Linked DNA regions of Mus musculus: all the other regions are linked to region 1. A link is a contact called in public Hi-C and HiChIP or PLAC-seq data. All regions are on one chromosome and are shown on one strand. The core of a region is the stretch at or near the end of the contact, and the rest is flanking DNA. Distances in the headings are between cores, read along the strand shown. Region 1 has its middle 33 kb from the start of Gm6135. Region 2 has its middle 40 kb from the start of Gm40153. Region 3 overlaps Tet2 (tet methylcytosine dioxygenase 2).

Region 1 (2,700 bases), core at 181-2,680:
CCAGCTTGAGCCTTCAGCTTCTCTCTGTGTTCTGTGAGCCAGCCTCAGAAAAGCCAGTTCTACTGCTCTCCCAGACAGTCCTGGCCTGTGATGTCACATGCTGCAAATCTGGAATGTTATTATATTACATTATGTTAAATATGACTTTAACATTCATTTACTAACTAGCAAACACAGTCCTTAAACTGACTCTCCAAGACAAAGTCACTCTAGGGTATGGACTTCCTGTCCAAATCTTTCATATAGAGATCCTGTCCATATAACACACAATTTGGTTAAAATGTACTAATGATCATGGACTCATGTGACTTACATATTAAGACTGAAAGCCATGGCTAGAGAAGGACTGCTCTATTTGTGCCCTGCCCATTTGGAACAGGTAGAGTCTATTATGCCCAAGAAACAGCTCCCAGATCCAGTGCATATCTTTAGTATATTTAGGGGTTTTGGTTTGCTTTTGATTTTGTACTCATAAGACTTTTTTTTCTCTAATTATTACTTTTACTTTTCACACCCAAAACTTGTTGCTGGTGTCTGACCTAGTGTGAGTTAAGAAAACTATGATATTTTTCTTATTTTTCTTACTGACATGAGGGAGGAAGAAGAAGAGGAGGAAGAGGAGGAGGAAGATAAGGAAGAGGAGAAGCAAAACAAACAAAACCAAAACCAAGTTCAATTGTGTTGCCAGTATACTCACTGGAGCATGATAAAACTCCCAATGGTCAGCCCCTTAAAGAAAACTGTGTCCTTCCCTACCCAGATCCCAGCCAGAAGCCATCAATGTGGAGAGCTCTGCTTTAGCATCGTTATCACATTTTTTTTAAAGAGTTCTCTTTGATGTCCCTCTTTCACAACTGTGGGTCTGCAGTCACCAATGTCACTGCAAAAGTAGCTTCCTAGTTTTTCAGTCTTGATTCTGGCACTTCATCAGCAACTACAGCCTAAAGTTATTTTTCAAGAGAACTATGTGGGTGGCACGGCTGACTAACAGTGAAAGTCCTCTTAGTCCCTTCTCTGGAGTATTCACCCTCTGACTGCTATGGGTGTGTTTTTCCTCCGACAACACAGACCTCCCCTTGGATGACAGCTGAGGAGCGATCTGACTTCACTTCTCACACCAATTGACTCACTAATGACTGTGACTGCAGCTGATGATGGCCCGGAGGTCAGGCTGACCTGTGCTTTGGTCTGTAAATCTCTTATGATAATGCTATCTTCCAGAACTACATGCAGGGTGGCAGAAAGGTGTCTGGAAGAACATCAGATGCAGTCTGAGTTCTCCAGGAGGCTGGTTGTTTTCTAACACCCGCTCTGAACTATGGGAGTGGGAACACTGTATATTTTAAATGCGTCTGTTGTACAACTGCTGAGTTCAGAGTACTCTTCGCAAGGGCTGGGTAATCACGCAGATGGTGTGCTTCGCGACCAAAACCACTCGCTGTAGATGCCACATTCTGAGAGAACATGTAAACACTTGGCATAGTTGGGGGAGTTTCAGAGGTGTTAGATTCATTTAGAAAGTTACAGCTTTCTCGGTGACAGCTTCTCATTCGAGGCTAGCAGGATTAATTCTTGCTTCCTTATTTTTATTCTTGACATTCCAGAAATTGCCACACAACTTCCTGATCTAACTTGAGTTGAGAGTTGTGTTTTTCCTGTTCTCCCCTAGCTTAAGAGGGGTGGGGGCGGGGGCTGCTATACCAACAAGGAGTGCAGAAGCAGAAGGACTGAGTGACCAGGGGTAGCTTGCATTACCTCATGTGTGCAGCGGAGTTGCCAGGTCTGTGTTTGTGTGCCTTCCCCACAGTTTTGTTAATGCCAGCAGCGGCTCTCAGCATTTATAGTCTCATCCCAAACTTACTATAGAAGTAATAAGAACTAAACATATTTCCTTTAAATTTTCACTTATTTGTTAAATAGATTAATTAAGGACTTGCTCAGTATAAAATATAATCATTCTCTAGGTCATTATGCAGAATTTAAGCCTCCTAGCAGGAGCTAAGTAATAAAGGTGTGAAAGGGGTCTGGCCAAAAATGTCTAGAAGAGACAATTACAAAGACAAGACATGGCAAGGTGTCTGGAATAACTGATGGACGGCCCAGAAAAGATGTGGCCAGAGAGGAGCCAGTTGAACAGAGCAACATGGAGCTTGATAGCGAGGAGAGATTAAAATGACACAGTCACCCTCCTGCATAAGCCCACATTCTAGACAGTATAATGCACCATCACATAGGAAAATAACCAAAAAGAGACCGAAGCAGTACTGTCATGGGAATATAGAGGACTGTGGGAACAGTTTTATGAGTATGTAACTGCAGGTTTTATGGAAAAAACAGCATTTACATTGGGTTTTTACAGAATGCCTAAAAGTGTAGCAACCTAGGGGAAATGGGAACGAAAGAGATAAGCCAAAGATCCCCCATCTTCATTCCTTCTAAGTTTATAACATACAGAACAACCACTGGCCCACATAGATCTGAATGAATGAATGAATGAATGAATGAATGAATGAATGAAGAGGTCATTTGGTTAGCACCATAGAATTAAGCGTCTAGAGTATGCCTTACACCTGAAGCACAATTCTCCAGATTATATTGTGAGGAAAAAGCACAGTTAGGGTTTGTAATCAAACGGAAACAGGGACATTAGAAGGCAAAATCTCAGGGAGTGACCCTACAAAGTCAAAACAGACAGAGTGG
Region 2 (2,700 bases), core at 11-2,510, 130 kb after region 1:
AGTCAGACCTTGTCAAAAAACAAAAAACAAAAACCAAAACCAAACCAAAACAAAACCTCCTAACTCACTCTACTTCCTAAATGAACACCTTCATTCATTCCTCTTTAGTAAGTTTGAATGATCTAAGCCTGATACAAACATGACTGACACATTTCAGGCACAGTGTACCAAGGAGACAGAGGTGAAGGTGGTGATAATGCAGAAGGGGGAGGGGCCACTGTCCTTAACAAGCTACTGTGACATGGCTACTACACAAGCACCCATACCAGAATAACCACAAGTTAAAAGATCACAGTAAAATAGATTTGTCACACTCTAAGTCAAAAATTAACATTATTTTTCAAAAGACTGAAACTTAGAAGTCATGTTTTCATGTATGATTTGTTGTAAATTGTTGTAAATGTCTTTCCTACCAAATTCCAAAGGCCTGAAAAGTTTTGGTAATCTTCTCGCTGCTGTTAATAACTCAGTGTCTCACTGGGGGCCTAATGGGCACCTTCCCCCACAGTCTCCTCGCCTATAGAAGCAGAAGAGAATGCAGATTCAGACAAATGAGACACTGGAAAAGGTGATGTGACAAGACACATTGGGGCAGCAATTAATAACAGACCATCCATGCAGAGACAAGTGGCTGCACACACAGGAACTCACACATAAAGTGGCTTATCTTAGGAACATGGTTTCTGATAAGAACGTGACAGTTGTGGTCTCCCTAGTTGGTGGTGGTGTTGTATGTAAGCTGGAAGTACTCAGATACTAGAGAAAGACACATTCTCCTCAGCTGTATGTCTCAAAAGTCTCCCCCAAAACTCTGATGACAAGATAACATGTGAACCATATGTAGACACTGTTTAGTGCCATATGATATTCTACATCCATAAGCAGGTTGGTACTTCTACAGAGGGAATTATAAATATATAAATATAAGAGGAAAAAAATAAGTGACTCTTTCACAGAATACATCCTTTATTGTTCTCCAGACTCCATCATTCAAAGGAGGTGGGGGTTTTGGATTTGGGTTTTGGTTTTGGGATTGTTTTATGCTTTTATCTCAGTGCTGACCCTTTCCTGTTTTCATTGCTATATGAAGTACAACTGACTGGAAGGTATCACTTTACCATCCTGACCATAAGTTTCCTGCTGTTTCCTTTGCTCTGTTCCACCTTAGATGCTAAAATGCTCTGTCTCAGAGAAGGCTGAGTCCCCAGCCCTGCATATCTTCACAGAGACGACAGCCCAGCAACACAGCAAAATGACAGAGCCATTGTCTGCGCCCAGCATAGGACTTCCCCCTTTGTATGAGCTGAGTCACATTTTTTCCTGTTGTCAACTTGAAGGCCGTCCGTTGATGTATGATAGGGCTATCTCGCTGATGTATAAAGGCAGGCAGAGAGGTCCCCTTCCACGTGTTTGCCTTACCTTGGACCCTTACCAATTAGAAGCTGCCCACTGGCTCAAAGAGATAAGGCATGGCTTATTAAGGCTCAGACAGAGCACTGAATGAACTAATTTCTGACCATTCACTTCTCGTAGAATGGTTCCTTAGGTTCCTGCCTTGTGCAATCTTACTGATTTTAACAGAGGCCTTTTGGGATGTGTAGATGCATTTTCTGCCTGATATCTGTCCCATTGGCACGTGCTTTAAAACCACAGATACATTTGGTTGGCGGGCACATTGTGAAAACAGGAAGTCAAAGGATGGAAGCAACTGTGAAATAAGCCTAGCAAGTCAAGTTTCTACTTAGGAGCCAAGACAGGAATACTATTCTGAGAAATAACTGAACAAAAGGCAAAGGTCTATGTCTCTCTCAAGAAGGAGGAGTGCCCAGGCAGTGCCTAATTATAATAGTTTCAGTGCCTTATAACCAGTGAAATGGTTTCAGATATTAATCCTCAGTACCACTGGTAGACATGATAAAATCTCCCAAATTAAGAGAAAGGCATGATGACATCTGCAGGCAGAGAAATGTTTGAGATGATACAGTTGTCTGATAATCACCATAGCAAGGAGTTTTAAAAATACATTTTCTGGGGCTGGAGAGACAGTTCAGCAGTTAAGAGCACCAACTGCTCTTCCAAAGGTCCTGAGTTCAAATCCCAGCCAACCACATGGTGGCTCACAACCATCTGTAACAAGATCTGACACTCCTCTTCCACAGTGTCTGAAGACAGCTACAGTGTACTTACATATAATGAATAAATAAATATTTTTAAAAAATAGATTTTCTGTTCTAATTTAGACTCACTGTGTATTCAGTAAGCATCTACTAAATGCTTCCTCCAGGAAAGGCCCTCTCAGAAGTATTATGAGGCACGAGGCATCCATCCCTTAGCCTCTGAGGTCATACCAGCACTGTTCTGCTTTCTCACGCCTTCAAAGCACCTGTCCTCAGAAAGACATTTATTTTGTCCATGGTATACTTTCAAAAGAAGGTGATTTAACAACCATGGGGGAGATCTTTTTAGATACCCTCAAGTCAGTGGATATTCTGAACGTGGAAAAATATTAGGATGAAATTGTGTGGCCAGTTGTGTGGACTAGTTTTATGTCGAGTTGACACATGCTAGAGACACCTGGGAAGAAGGAACCTCACCTGCAGAATTATCTTCATAAGACCAGGCTGTAGGCAAGTCTCTAGGGTGTCTTCTTAATTAGTGATTGATGAAGGAGGACACAGCCCACTGTGAGTTGAGTCACTC
Region 3 (2,700 bases), core at 159-2,658, 230 kb after region 1:
ATAGGACCTGGGTTTGGTTCCCAGAATTCACATACCAGATGGTGGCTCACAACTATCTATAATTACAGTTCTAAGGGATCAGACACATGACTCATAGGCATAGATGCAGATAAAATACTCATGTACATTAAATAAAATAAATAAACCCAAACCCCGAAACTTTGAATTTTGTTTTATACATTTCTGTTTTCTTTCTTTTTTTCTTTTCTTTTCTGTTCTTTTTTCTTTCTTTTTTCTTTTTGAGACAGGGTTTCTCTGTATAGTCCTGGCTGTCCTGGAACTCACTCTGTAGACCAGGCTGGCCTCAAACTCCGAAATCTGCCTGCCTCTGCCTCCCAAGTGCTGGGATTAAAGGTGTGTGCCACCACTTCCCAGTGTTTTACACATTTCTTATTTATTATTAATATTTTATCCCATGTGTATGAGTGTTTCCCTACATGTATATCTTTGCACCACATGGTATCTGGTGCTATAAGAGGCTAGAAGAAGGTTTGGATCTCCTGGAAATGGAATTACAGACAATTGTAAGCAGCCATATAAGTGCTGGGAATTAAACCCAGGTCCTCTGGAACAGCAGCCGGTGGTCTTAACTGCTGAGCCAGCTCTTGAACCCCCACAAAATATTTTTTGTTTATTTTCTTGAGACAGGGTTTCTCTACATAACCCTGGCTCACTCACTCGGAACTCACGATGTAGACTAGGTTGGCGTTGAACTCACAAAGATATACCTCCTTCTGCCTCTTAAGTGGCCCAAAAGAGTTTTTTTTTTTTTTTAATTCAGTCACAGGTGCGTGATTTGTCATGTACAGTTTTCAACAGCTTTCAAAATACAATTTTTGCCAGGTGTGGTAGGGTATGCCTTTAATACCAGTACTCCAAGGGCAGAGCTGGGCAGATCTATGTGAGTTCCAGGCAAGACTAGTCTATATAAGAGAATTCTACTCATTCGGGGCTGTACAGTGAGACACCTAGTCTTGGGGCAGGAGGAAAAGAGAAAAATAAGGAAAAAGAGAAGAATAAACTAAAAGCTGGACTTTGTATAAAGTTATAGAGTTGGAGTGGGAGTTGGTGGTTTTGTTTTATAGTTTTTAAAAATGGCAAACTTCCTGTTTGCAGTCTGTCGTGTAGGGAACAGAGAAGGCACCACTCCATCCAAGTGACACGTAAATGAGTGAGATGGAAACCAACAGGGCTCAGTTCTTTCAAGAGAAGATCAGAGGAAACCATCATCTCCCGATGCTGAGAAGATGTAGGCTGATAGTGAAAGCCATAGCTTGTCAGCAGTCCACAGGAAGAACTATCAGGACCTATTGTCAGGGTGGGAAAACCTGGGCAGTTAGTGACTCGCTGGGGCCTTGGTGTGGCTGAGGAGTGCAGACTCCAGGATCACACAGTCAGTGTAGCACCCACTTGGTGCCTCCTCTGCCACCAGCTCTCCCAGTTCCTCAAAGTTGGTAGTGTAGCCCATCACCACACACTTCCTGGCAAGGCAGGAAAAGAAATGCTTTTGAAATATGCCAGAGAATTCCATTAGGAATTTAAGGCCTGGCTTTAAGGAACTGTGGAATAAAACCTACATTCTGGCTTTTTCCCTTTCTTATACCAGGCTTCCCTACGTGGATCTGGCTATACTCAAACTCACTGAGCTCCCACGCCCTGTCCTGCCCACTGCTGGGATTTTAGCAATTTCTGGAATTGTAGCAGATTCTAGTCTAACCCTAACCTGAAGGAAGAGAACTACCCAGCTGCAGACCACTCAAGAAATCCAGTTTTACCCAACTGGCTGAAGTAACTTTGAACCACAGTGGTGCAGTTCATAATGCAAGACCCAGCCCCACAAAAGACAGACTAGTCACAGCAGGGCAGGATGTTCCTCCACTGCATTATCAAAGTCTTCTTGAGGGCAGTTACCAAGGATATCGTGTGTGCCATTGAACAAACAATTGCAAGACATACCAAAAAAAAAAAAATGGAGAAGTACTCAAAATAGAAGCAAATTAGCACCAATATGGGGATTATAGTGTTTAGGTTATTTGCTTAGTTTGTTTTTTTTTTTTTTTTTTTTTTTTGGTTTCTCTGTGTGGCTCTGGCTGTCCTGGAACTCTGTAGACCTGGCTGGCTTTAAACTCAGAGATTTGCTTGCTTCTGCCTTCTGAGTGCTAGAATTACAGGCATGGGCTACCACTGCCTGACTTTTGTATTGTGTGAGCATGTCACACACACACACACACACACACACACACACACACACACACCCCTCCAGTGGAGGTCAGATGACTTCTATGAGACAGTTCTCCTTTCAAGATGTGACTCTCAGTGGTAAACCCCAGATGTCAGCTTTAGCAAGGTCCATCTCGTTGCACCCAGAAGTGGTTTTAATGATTAAGATGCTAATGAATAAAAGGTGGACAGATGCAAGAACAGGTGGGTAATGTTGACTGAGGTAGACGTTTTCAGAAAGAACTAAAGACCTGTTGGGTCACAAGCATGCTGTAGCAGGAGTGTCAAGAACGCCTTCGATGGCTTCGCTAATACGCTGCATGCGACCAAAGAAAGAATCTGTGCTCAAGGATGTGGCCATAGACGATTCAAACACTAAAGCAAATGCAAAAGGAAAAAGGCTCCAGGCAAGTAGAGCATCCCACTGGAGAGCTGCAGGACACACCCAAAGCTCATAGTGTAACTTTGAACGAGAAAGAA

The links. Hi-C and Micro-C count contacts between places; a contact is called where the count stands out from the background. HiChIP or PLAC-seq counts read pairs in DNA pulled down with a chosen protein or histone mark.
Region 2: a Hi-C map of Th2 cells shows a contact between it and region 1, with 2.9 times the contacts expected there. The contact joins two enhancer-like sites. A contact is called at or near these places in 8 of 484 Hi-C or Micro-C datasets (Th1 cells, Th2 cells, bone marrow-derived macrophages and 3 more) and 5 of 115 datasets of contacts at active chromatin or transcription factors (CD8 T cells, the HPC-7 cell line, Th2 cells and 2 more).
Region 3: an H3K4me3 HiChIP or PLAC-seq map of microglia shows a contact between it and region 1, with 6 times the contacts expected there. The contact joins two enhancer-like sites. A contact is called at or near these places in 4 of 484 Hi-C or Micro-C datasets (group 2 innate lymphoid cells, macrophages, muscle stem cells and 1 more) and 1 of 115 datasets of contacts at active chromatin or transcription factors (microglia).

What each region holds. Positions count from the first base shown.
Region 1 is chr3:133,756,936-133,759,635 of GRCm38.p6, reverse strand. No RefSeq gene overlaps it. Among named protein-coding and RNA genes, the nearest start is that of Gm6135, 33 kb to the left of the region's middle. Within about 2 kb of position 1,430, at least 62 of the 459 cell types and tissues checked have an H3K27ac peak or open chromatin away from gene starts, as enhancers often do. A contact at or near this core is called in Th1 cells, Th2 cells, bone marrow-derived dendritic cells and 3 more, where this site is marked.
Region 2 is chr3:133,622,216-133,624,915 of GRCm38.p6, reverse strand. No RefSeq gene overlaps it. Among named protein-coding and RNA genes, the nearest start is that of Gm40153, 40 kb to the left of the region's middle. Within about 2 kb of position 1,260, at least 87 of the 459 cell types and tissues checked have an H3K27ac peak or open chromatin away from gene starts, as enhancers often do. A contact at or near this core is called in Th1 cells, Th2 cells, bone marrow-derived dendritic cells and 2 more, where this site is marked.
Region 3 is chr3:133,525,014-133,527,713 of GRCm38.p6, reverse strand. All of the region lies in intron 1 of Tet2 (tet methylcytosine dioxygenase 2), which reads left to right. Among named protein-coding and RNA genes, the nearest start is that of Tet2, 18 kb to the left of the region's middle. Within about 2 kb of position 1,408, at least 61 of the 459 cell types and tissues checked have an H3K27ac peak or open chromatin away from gene starts, as enhancers often do. A contact at or near this core is called in microglia, where this site is marked.